Regions from separate parts of the Sus scrofa genome. Here region 1 is linked to region 2. The links are chromatin contacts, called in public Hi-C maps. All regions are on one chromosome and are shown on one strand. The core of a region is the stretch at or near the end of the contact, and the rest is flanking DNA. Distances in the headings are between cores, read along the strand shown. Region 1 has its middle 110 kb from the start of ATP6V0D2. Region 2 overlaps WWP1 (NEDD4-like E3 ubiquitin-protein ligase WWP1).

Region 1 (6,130 bases), core at 192-2,691, 370 kb before region 2:
CCAGTGCCTAGGGGATGGCCCTGGTCCTACAATGGCTTCCCCTTATTTTGTCACCATTCCTGAAGTTTCACCACTTATTCCTCTGCATCTTAACAGATTCTTGTAGTTTCCTAAATCCAATACCACAAAACATCCTGGGTAAAGTATTGTGCCATATATGTTAGAGAAAGTCTATTTATAGACAGCTGAGAAAAAGTTATGGAAATCAAATGTGTCAGAAGTGTTTAAAAGTTCAATATCCAAAGTGGAGTTAAGAAACTTTATAATCCATCAAAAAAAAGAAACTTTATAATCCAACTTGGTATATTTAACAGTTTTGCCTATATTTGAAATTATTATCATAGAAACTCTTCTATACAGCAAAATGCTATTTGTAAAGTTTACTAAAATCTAAAATAAAACTCTGATAACTCTCGTGAGCAATAAGAAACTATTTTTCTTCATTTGTGCTTGTCTTTTGAAATAATAAATTAAGAAATACCTTCTGTGTTGCTTTAACTCTCAAATGATTTTTATCATTACTATTATTATTTTTTTTTTAGGATGCTCAGAAGAGCAACCATTTTGTAAGCACCTGTGGCCCTTGTTACCAAGGTAGAATTGCACTAGTTTTAGAAGTGCATTTGGATATAGGTGCTGCAGTGTGAGGTTCACTATGCTTTTGAAATACTGGAGTGAATTGGCTGATCAGCAAACCTATGAAAGGTGATCTGCTCAGCTGAGTGCTTAGCCAGAAGATTGTTTCCTTTGGCAGACAACCTAGAGAGGCTATTTGCTTTATCCATGAAATATATATTTAGTATAAATAGTAAGCATTGACTTTATATCCCTGAGTGGATGAAAAATGATCTATTTACTCTGAGAATATCAAACCAGCAATCTTACAGATCTCAATAAAAAGGGGGAGAATTTGAGGGACTCCAAGACCAACAAGCTCAGAGAATGTGTCACTGAACTCTCTCCTATGTCATCCCCCCCCCCCTCAGTTCTAATATACTCCCAAATGTGCCTTAGATAGCTGCCTTCTCACAAAAGCAAGATTGTGCCCCTTCTCCCATTTCAGGAGCCTGATTTCATCAACCCTCACCAGCATCCACTCTCCCTCCTATGGTAGAGCCTAGACAAGCCGCCCCCCCCACCCCTGCTGTGCCCTCAACATGGAGACTCTCCCCACCCCCCAAACCCTGATATTCTTTGGCTTCTGGGCAGTTACTCATTGATTTCTTTATGGTTTGCTTTGCTCTCTTCCCAGAAGAGTTATCAAAAAAAAAAAAAAAAAAAAAAAAAAAAGTGAGGCAATACCTCCAAATATCTTAAAAATATACTAATAGTTTAGGTAGTTGCTTTATCTCAAGATAATTTAAATTAATTTCTGTGATGCAGCCTTGCCTGACCTCAGGGAGTTAAGGTCCACAGGCAGGATTAGAGAAGAGACAGGCAGGGAGAGATTAGATGTACTCTGGGACAAAAATAAGCAAAGGAAACAGGGCTATGCTTTCAGGCATGGATTAATTTAATTTTCTGGGGGGAGAAAGAGATTGTTCAGGGCTTAAATCCATGTGGGTGTCTTAGATGCTGATGAAATTTGACATTTTAAGTTGCTTTTTCCTTTTTCGACAGATAGATAAAGATAAGCAGAAAAATGACTCCTTATTCCTTCCAAGAAGGAAAGACTATAGGGTTTTATTTTAATAATTCAAATCTTATTTCCATAAAATACCCTTTGCATAGACTATACCTTTTAAGCTTGTTGCTAAAAAGGCTGATACTTGGTGTGAGTTCAGTTCAGGAACTCAATAATTAATCCCTAGGAGACAACAGGATTTAAACCACTGGATGTTTACTGGAGACATCGCTAATAAAAAAAAAAAAAATTCTGAGCAGCCCAATTTTATGATTTACACATGAAATGAGAGAATGCTCAATTGGCAGGAAATATTGAAATACTGAATAATTGAAATGAGGATTTGCTTATGAATAAGGCGAACTCCAGCACCTGTGAGGGGCTGGGGAAATGGCAGAGGGCTTCCTCCCCCAGACACCTCAGAGTCCTGTTGGCAAGCTGGCTCCAGGGAAGAGCACTGGGGAGGGACGTGTCAGCCTAAGGTCCTCTCCTGGACCATCTCTGACCAGCTATGACTTTCATCACAGGAACCAGCTGCATTTCCAGAGGTGCAGGGGAAGGAGGGTGGGAGTGTGAGAAGCCAGAGGGGCTGGTGTGGTTAAAGGGCTTTGAAATCCAAACACATTAAAACTAAGTTGTATTGTAACCGAGCTAGTGCCCTGTGGAGCTCCTAGGCACATAAGCTTTCTTGTCCTCCATTACTTGTTTTTAGGGAATGAGCCTCAGCCTCCCTGACCTTCCTTGAGTCACAAAGGGCAGTTGCTAATCAGGGAAGGGAGGGGATGCAGAGACCAGGGAGCAGCAGTGCAGCCCTGGGGCAGGGTCCTGGTTCCTCCTCTAGGAATGTACATAACAATATCTTTGAGCTTTTCTGTAGAAATAAAACCCCCAACAAACGGAAGATCTACTTGAAGAAGCATTCTTCATTCCGGGAAGGAGGACCACTGGAACCTGTCCTGGGGCCACTGAACACCAGCTTTGAGAAACAGCGCAAGCTAGCCTCTGCCCTAAACTTTATCTGTGGCCCTGATCCTTATTCCACTCTCCAAACTATAAAACCACCTCCTGACCCCTTCCAAAGGGGAGCACAGGCTTTAAGATTAGCCTGCTGTGGCCCCCTTTGCCTGGAAAAGCAATAAAGCTATCTTTTTCTCCTTTACCCAAAACTCTATCTCCATGCTTCAATTCAGCACCAGCACACAGAGGCCGAATTTTGGTAATAGTATCACCATGACCCCAGACACCTTAAAAGAAGGTTCCCTATCTTAAAGGAACTCAGCATCTTTAAACAAGTTCCTAAGTAGACAAAAAACGATGGTTAGCAAACTCTTTTTTCCCTTCATGGCTAAATTAGAAATGGCTAAATTAAGCAACTCAGAGAAGTAGTACAAAGAGAAGGAAAGTGAAGGACAAATCACAAGGATTTACTAATTTAGCCACAGGGGCCAAGCCTAATGCCCTAATTTAAATAATAATGTCTGTTTTGCCATGAAACTTTCAGTCAGAAACACTATTGGCTACTCAAATAAAGCTTCCTGATACTTCTGAGGGGATGGAACTGACAGCTGGATACACTCCGCTTCTCCAAGACCCTTCACACACACCCCCATCCAGCACTTCCCAGCACTGTGGCTTTATAGGCAGCAGAGTAGAAGAGGCAGCTCACACCAGTGGTCTTTAAGTCACTTTACTTCTCACCTTATAGCTCTGTATCCTACAAGGAGAGGTAGTAACTACTCTCAAAGATGACTCTATAAGCAGATAAGGCGTGTGTGTTTATGTGTGGGGGAGTGTCCTTGGAGAATGAACCAGGCATGGCTTTCTTGACATGAGAAGCCATTTTTAGTCTAAGCCATTTTGTGATCTAAGCCCAGCCACAATGCTTGTCCTTGAACTTGTCTCAGTAATTAATGACCTTGAAGGAACAGAAGAATGCAGAAACAAAACACTGTTATCAGGTAAGAGAAGTAACAGTAGTAAAAATAAGATATCAGCTGTAAACACTCCCCCAGTTCTATGACCAGATTGCTTGTAACATAAGGGATGATGATGTTGACCCTTTCTGACCCTTGTGACTTAATACTTGAATTCTGTTGACAGCTTAAACCCCTTCATGAATGTATATGTACCCTTAGCTTAAATTTTGTTGTTGGGGAGACACTGCTTTGGGAAAAATCCCTGGTATTCTTTTTACTTGCTGAAAGTAATAAATCCTTCATTCTCCCACTTTGGCTTGGTTGTGTCTTTTAGCTCAAAACCCACTGAAAGACGAACTCAGTTTTAAGGTAACAACTTTACAGGTAGATAGAGTAGGGGGCCATCTGTTTTGGTTCAAGGAATGCAGATTCAGATCCTTACTCCATCAGGTTTTGTTCATTTGCTTGTTTTTTAATAGCTTTATGGAAGTATAATTTTTATATGGTAAACTGTACATATCTGAAATGCACACTTTGGGAGTTCTCATTGTGGCTCAGTGGTAATGAACCTGGCTAGTATCCATAAGGACCAGGGCTCAATCCCTGGCCTAGATTAGTGGATTAAGGATCCGGCATTGCCATGGTGTAGTCGCATATGCAGCTTGGATCTCAGGTTGCTGGGGCTGTGGTGTAGCATGGCAGCTGCAGCTCCAATTTGGCCCCTAGCCTGAGAACTTCCATATGCCATGGGTGTGGCTCTAAAAAGCAATAAATAAATAAGTAAAACGCACTTTGATATGGTTTGGCCTATTTGTACCATCATGACATCATAATCACAATCAAGATAGCAAACTTATACATTACCCCCCAAAGTCTTCATCTGCTCCTCATGTCCCTTCCCAACCCTCTCCAATTTAGTTTGCATTTTCTAAAGTCTTACATATACAGTATCATATGATATATACTGTATATGGTCTAACTATTTTCATTCAGCATAATTTTTTATTCATCCATATTGTTACATTGTATCAATTGTTCATCCCTTTTTATTACTCAAACAAGTTTTCTTATACAACCTCTTAGAAAAAAACTTAGGAATTCCCTGGTGGCTCAACAGATTAAGGATCTGACATCACTACTGTGACTCGAGTTACTGCTGTGGTGTAAGTTCCATCCCTGATCTGAGAAATTCCACATGCCCTGGGCAAGGCTAAAAAAAAGAAAAGAAAAGAAAAGATACTTTGGTTTTTTGGTGTTTTGGCTAGGCCAGGTATCAAAGCTGCGCCACAATAGTAACCAGAGCCAGAGCCACAGCAATGACAATACGAAATCCTTAATCCACTGAGCCACCAGGGAACTCCCAAAAAGTTTTTGATCTTTAACTTGCTACCCTTAAAAATTCAATTCTCTATATAAAATGTGTCAGTTGACAAGTTTGTTAGAGGATTAGGTGGCCGCTAGCTGTGAATCCAATGCAAATAGGAGGCAGGCTCCTAGGAAAGAATGTAAACAGGAATTAGAGCAGTAGGTCGCACCAGTGATCAATTTTAAATGTTTGCTGTTTTAGTGATGATCACACTTACCTTATTGGATATAGCTATTCTAATTAGGTTGCCTGTTTTCAGTAGCTGAATAATTATCTTTCATTCTGTTTTACCACTAGCCAGTCTCATCCATGCTCCAGGATTGGAGCTTTCTCTTACATATTCCCATCCCTTTTTGAGTATTGAAGATGCCCACTCTCTGTTGGCGGGGGATGCTTAAATGTGTCCCAGAGTCCACAGTCCCTTAGATCAGCTGGAATCATCAAAGTCTCTGACAATGGAGAGATAGTGGTGGCTTCCATGGGGCAAAAAGCTGTGTTTCTCTGAAGAGTCTGGTGGCCTTGCTCAGCACCTGTGTTCATCAGTAGCCTCCATTCATTAGCTCCTCATGTGGGGTCCAGACAGCTCCCATCCTCTTCTCTCCCCTCCCTCCATATTCTGTAAGGGAAGTGCCTAATGCCTGCTCCCCTTCCTTAACTCCTACTTCCTCCTAGGAACCCTGCTTCTGATCTCAAGGGATGGGAGTACAGTATGGGTGGAGCGATGGCTTCCTCCATTTCTTTCCAAAACTATTGTTAATTCACATCATCTGGGACTTGTTTACTTCACATTTTTCTTCTGCATGATGATCAAGAGTGTGACTTGGATAATTAAAAAAATAAGAAGAACAGACAAACTATTAATCTTTTGTTTCCAGTAAAACAATCCTACTTCTTAAATTAATGTGAAAGAAAGTTCATGCATAAAGAAGTGGGGAAAAGCAAAATATATAAACATTAATATTTCAAGATATTGTCTTACCACATGTACTTAAATAATCTATATGTACTTGCAATCCCTTAATATTAAAGTACAGAGAAATATTTTTAGTGGAGTTTAGTAAAATATTTCCAAGTCTTTGAAATATCTACAATGTAACAGTAAGATGTATCCATCAAGATATGCTTTCCAGAAGTTCTCTGATGACTTAGTGGGTTAAGGACAAAGTGTTGTCACTTCTGTGGCTCTGGTTACCATTGTGGCTCAGATTCATCCCTGGAGCTGGG
Region 2 (6,294 bases), core at 2,528-5,027:
AAATTGTTGCCAAAGTTATGTTTTTGAAACTACAAGCATAAATTAAGTTGTTCTCTGATAGCTCAATCAGGTTTGTGTTTGGCAGTTCTTACTGTAAATGGGGAATGAGGAGTAGAAAATAAAATGATTTGTACGTTAGGATTGTAACTTTGTAAAATAAATCTGTACTGGAGGAAAATAATGGTATAAAAATGAAAATAGTTGCAAGTTAAGTTGGTGCAAAGACTGGATGGTTGCTTCTCTTTCATGTTTTCATGAACTGTGCAGTATTTTAGGTCAGGCATTTTTAAGCTAGAAAATCTCTATATGTTCTGTCCTCCATTTTTTTATTAATATGATTACCAAGGCCCAGAGAAATGTAGATGCCCTGTCTTACTCAGCCATTTAGTGAGTGAGACTGTTACCTAGAGCAGTGTTTTCTAAGCTGGTGACTCTTATTAGAGGAGTATTTCTTATGTGAAGTTGTATACTTTTTTCATCTTGATGATAATTTCATCAAAATTTCTTTTCTTTCTTTCTTTCTTTCTTTCTTTCTTTCTTTCCTTCTTTCCTTCTTCCTTCCTTCTTTCCTTCCTTCCTTCCTTCCTTCCTTCCTTCCTTCTGCACCCAGGGCATATGGATATTCCTGGGCTGGGGCTTGAACCCTTGCCTCCACAGAGACAATGCTGAATCCTTAATCCACTGTGCCACAGCGGGAGCTCCAAAAGTAAATTTTAAATTTCATTTAAAAGAGCACTGAAAAACTAAATTAGCCTATTTGGTTTTAAGCCTGTGTTTACTCAGTTGTTTTTGAGATTCAAATCATTGATAATAATTATTCATATGTAATAATCTTAATAGTATTAAACATTCCCCTGTGATAGGCTTTTAGGAGGGTGTATTGGATACAGTAGTCATTGGCCAGGATTTGTCCTGTACTGGTGGAATTTACAAGTTTAGAATGTAGTGAGAAAAATAAAGCTATTTTGAAGAACACAAGAGTTTGATATCAGAGTTTCTGGGAAAAGAAAAGACAGCTATAGCTTATTGAGTGTTTCCAGTGTGTTGTCAGGCACCATGCAAAGTGCTTTTGGTACTTTTTCTCAGTGTCAGCCATTTATTTTCGAATTTTGCTTTCAGTTTTGCATATGCACACAAATACGTATTTGTGGAAGTTCTGAAACATTTCTGTGGACACTACAAGTGGTTTGACTCTTATGGGTCTGGTAGGATTTTGTGGCTTGGTCTTGGTGTTATACCACCATTTATAACATTTCTGATGGGAAAATTTATACTGTCTTCTAAGCTGTCATCTTTCCTTCAGACTTTTAGAATCTGATTAATGTATAGTTTGGGAATTAGCTTATGACTTCTAAATGATTTTGAATATTTAGTTAGGGACCGAAAGTGTCCAAGTTTAATGTGTTTTTTTTCTGTTGTTCATATACTTTTGGACATTTGAGTATTTAATAAGACAAATTAATATTTTGAGTAACATATCCTTTACCTTTGTTTTGGACATTTTTGTATTGAGCCATTATTGTGGGCTGTGGAGAAAAAAATCACATTGAAAGGTGGACTTGTACCTGATGCTCAGAATTATCAGAGCGAAGATAGGAAAGGGTAGTGGTTTATCATCCCCACCTGTGTAGGATTTTCTATATAATATTTTAAATTTTCAGTTCTGTGCTATTTAAGTACTCTATTTTTATTTATTTTATTTTATTTGTCTTTTTGTCTTTTTAGGGGTGCACCTGCAGCATATGGAGGTTCCCAGACTAGGGGGGTCTAACCAGAGCTACAGCTGCTGGCCTACACCACAGTCACAGCAAGGCTGGATCTGAGCCGCGTCTGCAACCTACACCACAGCTCGTGGCAATGCTGGATCCTTAACCCACTGAACAAGGCCAAGGATTGAACCTGCAACCTCATGGTTCCTAGTCGGATTTGTTTCCTCTGTGCCACGACGGGAACTCCAAAGTACTCTTTTTTAAAATCTAAACATTCTAACTAGTCTATAGGTTAAATGTATTAATTGTTAATCTTCATTTAACACATTTTTTGTGTGTATAGTAAGGGCTGAGCACTGAGCTAGGGGCTGGAATTATAAAGATGAGTAGTAATAAAGAAATTTATGGTGTAGTGGAAAAGATAAAGAAAAACTTGGTTATAGCTGTGTATGCTTGAACTGAATCTTGAGGGATAGTTAGAAATTAGATAGATGGGCGTGGGAATAACATGTAGGTTGTCACTGGTGCACACATGTGTCTGTGGGAGTCCATCGTCGTCATCCCCCCCCCCCCGCCCCCTCCCGGTGCAGCCAGGTTAAGGAAAACTGGTAGTGGATTGGAAATATTTGTCATTGGTGAGCTTTGGGCAAAGAGCTTTTCTGGAGAATAACAATTATTTTACTTTTTCTGGCATAATTTTAATGAACGAAGATGTCAAGAGAGAATGAATTTGAATGACAAATTTGATGGTAGCTAGGGTATGCCTTTTTCTTTTCTGTAACCTATGCTCTAAACAGCCAGCTCTAACGTGTTTTTGCTTCTAAACCTGAACTATAAAAAATGTGTTGAGGAAAAAAAAAAACAAAACCATACATCTGTGAGGATTGGTGCAGCTTCTCACCTGGGCCCAAGTCTCTGCCCTACCTGCCTCAAATTCCTTACCTACCACATCCCTGCTGAAAGAGGGAGATTTATCTGTGTTTACTGACCATTGTATTCCCAGTGCCTCAAAGAGTACCTCCTCCACTGAGGGAATTGGCAGGTAAAATTCCCTTCACTTTCTTTCCGGACAGTTCAGAGATATCTGCATTCTCATCCACTCTTTTCTCTTTCTAGTCTCAGTGTACGAGTAATTGTCTCTTGCCCTCTGTGTTAAACTTCAACCAATCTCCTGTCTTCTCAGAGGTCTTGTCTTAGTAATCATTGTCCCTTCTGTTAATGTCAGCTTCTTCCTTCCTGAAAGCATGTTCTATTCTCTTCTGTCTTCAAAAACAAACCTAGGTACATCTCCCTTTATGCCTCTATCTCTTTTCCTTCACAGTCAAACATCTGAATCGAGGTTTCTGGCTGTTTATTTATCTTTGAAGCCACTGCCCTCTGGTCCTGCCACTCCATTAAAAATGTTCTTGTTAAAGGCCTGGTAACATGCATGCGGTCCAGTAAACAGTTTTCTCTTTTTATTGATCTTACTGGGGCACTTGGTGAGGTTAGTTAATCCTGTTCTCCTTGAAATTCTTTCTTCAAGTTTTCTTTTGGTTTTCTTCAACCCTGTGCATATAGTCCTTGTCTGCTATTCAGCCTTTCAGGATTGGTGTTCCCTGGCTGCTATCTGACCTTCTGCTAATTGTAGGCTGTATACCTCTCCTGGGTGATTGCATGTACATCCACAGAGCACCTGTCACAGCAGGTGGCTCAGTTCATTCTTAAGCTCTGCTTATGGGATGTTGTGCATACCTTTACCTCCAGCATCTGTCTCTTGACTGAGTTCTGTCTCAGTCCGTCGGTAAATGTTTGGGGAGGGTGAGCCTTGCCTCATTCAGGCTATAGCCTGGATTCTGGGAATAGAATAAGACAGAGTCCCTGTACTTGGAGGTAAGGGGTGGGGTGGGGTTGGAGATGGAAGTAAGAGGATCAAATAAATAAATATTAAAAATTGGGAATTATTAGGAAAGGTAAAAAGGGTGAGGTGGTAGTTGAAGGAGTGAGGCTTTTGCTATGTCTAGGCTGACAGGAGATTCTTTCTGAATGGATCACATTTGAGTTGAGCCCTAAGACTGAGAAGGTAGCCAGGAAGTATCAGATGAAGCAGTAAGCACAGAGGCACAGAGGTCCTTCTGCAGTGCAAGTTGAGCAGGTTGGGGTGGCAGGAATGCCTGTGAGAGAGAAAAGGGAGAGGAGAGAAGTAGGAGAGGTAGGGGCTGCAGATCACATGGGGACATGAGTTTAGATCGATTATAATTAAAATGAGAGAACATTGGAGTGCAAAACAGAGTTATTGGGATGCATCCTGTTTTGGAAAGCTCACTGGACACTGGATGAGGGTGGATGTGGTATTGGGAGTAAGAGTTGGGCTGGGGGGCAGGGCTACCATGTGTTTGTGGTTTAGATGAGAAATCACGAAGCTTGGGGGGTTCCTGTTGTGACTCAGTAGTTAATGAATCCTGCTAGGAACCATGAGGTTTTGGGTTTGATCCCTGGCCTAGCTCAGATCCCACGTTGCTGTGGCTCTGGCATAGGCCAGCGGCTACAGCTTTGATTAGACCCCTAGCCTGGGAAGCTCCATATGCTGCGGGTGCGGCCCTAGAAAAGACAAAAGAAAAAGAAAAAAAGAAATTATGAAGCTTGGAAAAGAGAGTATGTTGGAGATGGTAAAAAGTAACCTCCCTTTCATTTATTCCTGAATCTGATAATCCGCCAGTTATCATAGATTCTGGTATCTCTGCTTCTTTCTCTATTTCAGGCTATTTCTAGTCTAGCCCACTTTCGCGTTACTCTCATAACAACACTGTTAGAGCAGTTTTTCCAAAACAAGTGTGTTCCTTCCCTGCTGAAAATGCACCGTCTCTCCGGCTTTCTTAATGGGTGCAGTTTTTTTTTCTCTTCTACCTTACGATTTCATCTCTTGCAACTCTTTCTCCACACAACTCTTTGAGCAAAACTACTTGTGTATTTGCTGCCCATATTGGTGGTCTCAATTCTCTGAATGCAGAAGGTCTCCACAGTACTTCATTCCTCTCAGTAGGCATCCTCACAATTCTTGTTACCATTCTCTCACAAGCCTTTCCTGACACCTCTTCACCTGTCTCACAAAATCTAATTTAGACGCTTCTCTTCTGTGCTTCTGTAGTATTCTCTGCACATCCCTGTCTGTGAGCTTGAAGTGGCTGATTTCCTTGTCTGTTTGCACTGCTAAATTATAAACTCACTGAGGGCAAAGAACGTATCTTAGATAATTTCGTAATCCTAGCGTTTTAGAAACATGCCTAGTGTATGTACATATATACACTAGGTGATTTAATTCAGAAAAAGTGTTAAAAGAAGTGCCTGATAGTCTAGTTGTTTATTGATCAGCTCTTCTTTGCCCCATAGTAAGTTAATTTTCTTTTACTGGAAGATTAGAGGCTTGAGGATTTCATAGGGAGAACATGGAGACCCAGTCACTGTTTTTTTTTTTTTTTTTTTTAATATTTTATTTATTTATTTATTTATTTATTTTTTTTTGTCTTTTGTCTTTGTTGTTGTTGTTGTTGTTATTGTTGCTATTTCTTGGGCCGCTCCTGCGGCATATGGAGGTTCCCAGGCTAGGGGTTGAATCGGAGCTGTAGCCACCGGCCTACGCCAGAGCCACAGCAACGCGGGATCCGAGCCGCGTCTGCAACCTACACCACAGCTCACGGCAACGCCGGATCATTAACCCACTGAGCAAGGGCAGGGACCGAACCCGCAACCTCATGGTTCCTAGTCGGATTCGTTAACCACTGCGCCATGACGGGAACTCCACCAGTCACTGTTTTTTAAGTGAAATCTTGTCTGACAGTGTAGGGGGTCCAAGAGGGAGTGGGTATGAAGCGGCAAATATTTGATCATGGAAGAGAATGGGAAATATGTCAGTAGAGTGATAGGGGGACGGCAACCAGATTCCACAGGTGGAACTGTGAGTGGGGGGTGACAAAGAAGTTAATTGGTCAAGGCATTTTTTTTTTCTTTTTTTTAAATTGTTCTTGTTTTGTCTTTTTTAAAAAATAATACACAGTCTGTAAAAAAGAAGATGGTATAAATGAGGGGAGGGTGTGTATCTTAGGAGGTGAAAGTTGTGAAGGTACTTGGTCACTTGGGAAAGTAGGAGGGGGTACTTCATTTTTAAAGATTTAATACTAGGTCAGGATTATGTGTAGTCTATTTTTATAAGACTCTCCATCAGAAATTATTTAAAATAAAGTAGGTGGCGTGAGTGTCTCAAAAGGCCTAAGCGTTACATTTTAGAAAGAACCCCAGGAGTTCCCTGGTGGCCTAGGGGTTAAGGAGTCACCATTGTTCCTGCTGTGCTTAAGTTTGATCCCTGGCCCAGGAACCTCTGCATGGCAGGGGCACAACCAAAAAATAAAAAAATAAAAATGAACCTCAGTATTGAGAAAAATTAACTGATAACATTACAATAAATATAGCAAGGCTATATGTATTTTTCTATAAATGGTTTACTTTTCATTGTCTCATATTTAATATTGTTTTTTGTTATATGCTTAATAATTTAGCATTTATATAGTACTTTGTAATTCACAAAGTGCTTATATAATATTAACCTCTC

Evidence for each region. A called contact is a pair of places that touch in the nucleus more often than the background predicts.
Region 1: a contact with region 2 is called in a Hi-C map of skeletal muscle, with 5 times the contacts expected there. The contact joins two enhancer-like sites. A contact is called at or near these places in 6 of 47 Hi-C or Micro-C datasets (embryonic fibroblasts, fetal skeletal muscle, heart right ventricle and 2 more) and 1 of 2 datasets of contacts at active chromatin or transcription factors (skeletal muscle).

What each region holds. Positions count from the first base shown.
Region 1 is chr4:50,858,077-50,864,206 of Sscrofa11.1, reverse strand. No RefSeq gene overlaps it. Among named protein-coding and RNA genes, the nearest start is that of ATP6V0D2, 110 kb to the right of the region's middle. Within about 2 kb of position 1,441, at least 4 of the 83 cell types and tissues checked have an H3K27ac peak or open chromatin away from gene starts, as enhancers often do. A contact at or near this core is called in skeletal muscle, where this site is marked.
Region 2 is chr4:50,490,549-50,496,842 of Sscrofa11.1, reverse strand. All of the region lies in intron 1 of WWP1 (NEDD4-like E3 ubiquitin-protein ligase WWP1), which reads left to right. Among named protein-coding and RNA genes, the nearest start is that of WWP1, 16 kb to the left of the region's middle. Within about 2 kb of position 3,777, at least 6 of the 83 cell types and tissues checked have an H3K27ac peak or open chromatin away from gene starts, as enhancers often do. A contact at or near this core is called in skeletal muscle, where this site is marked.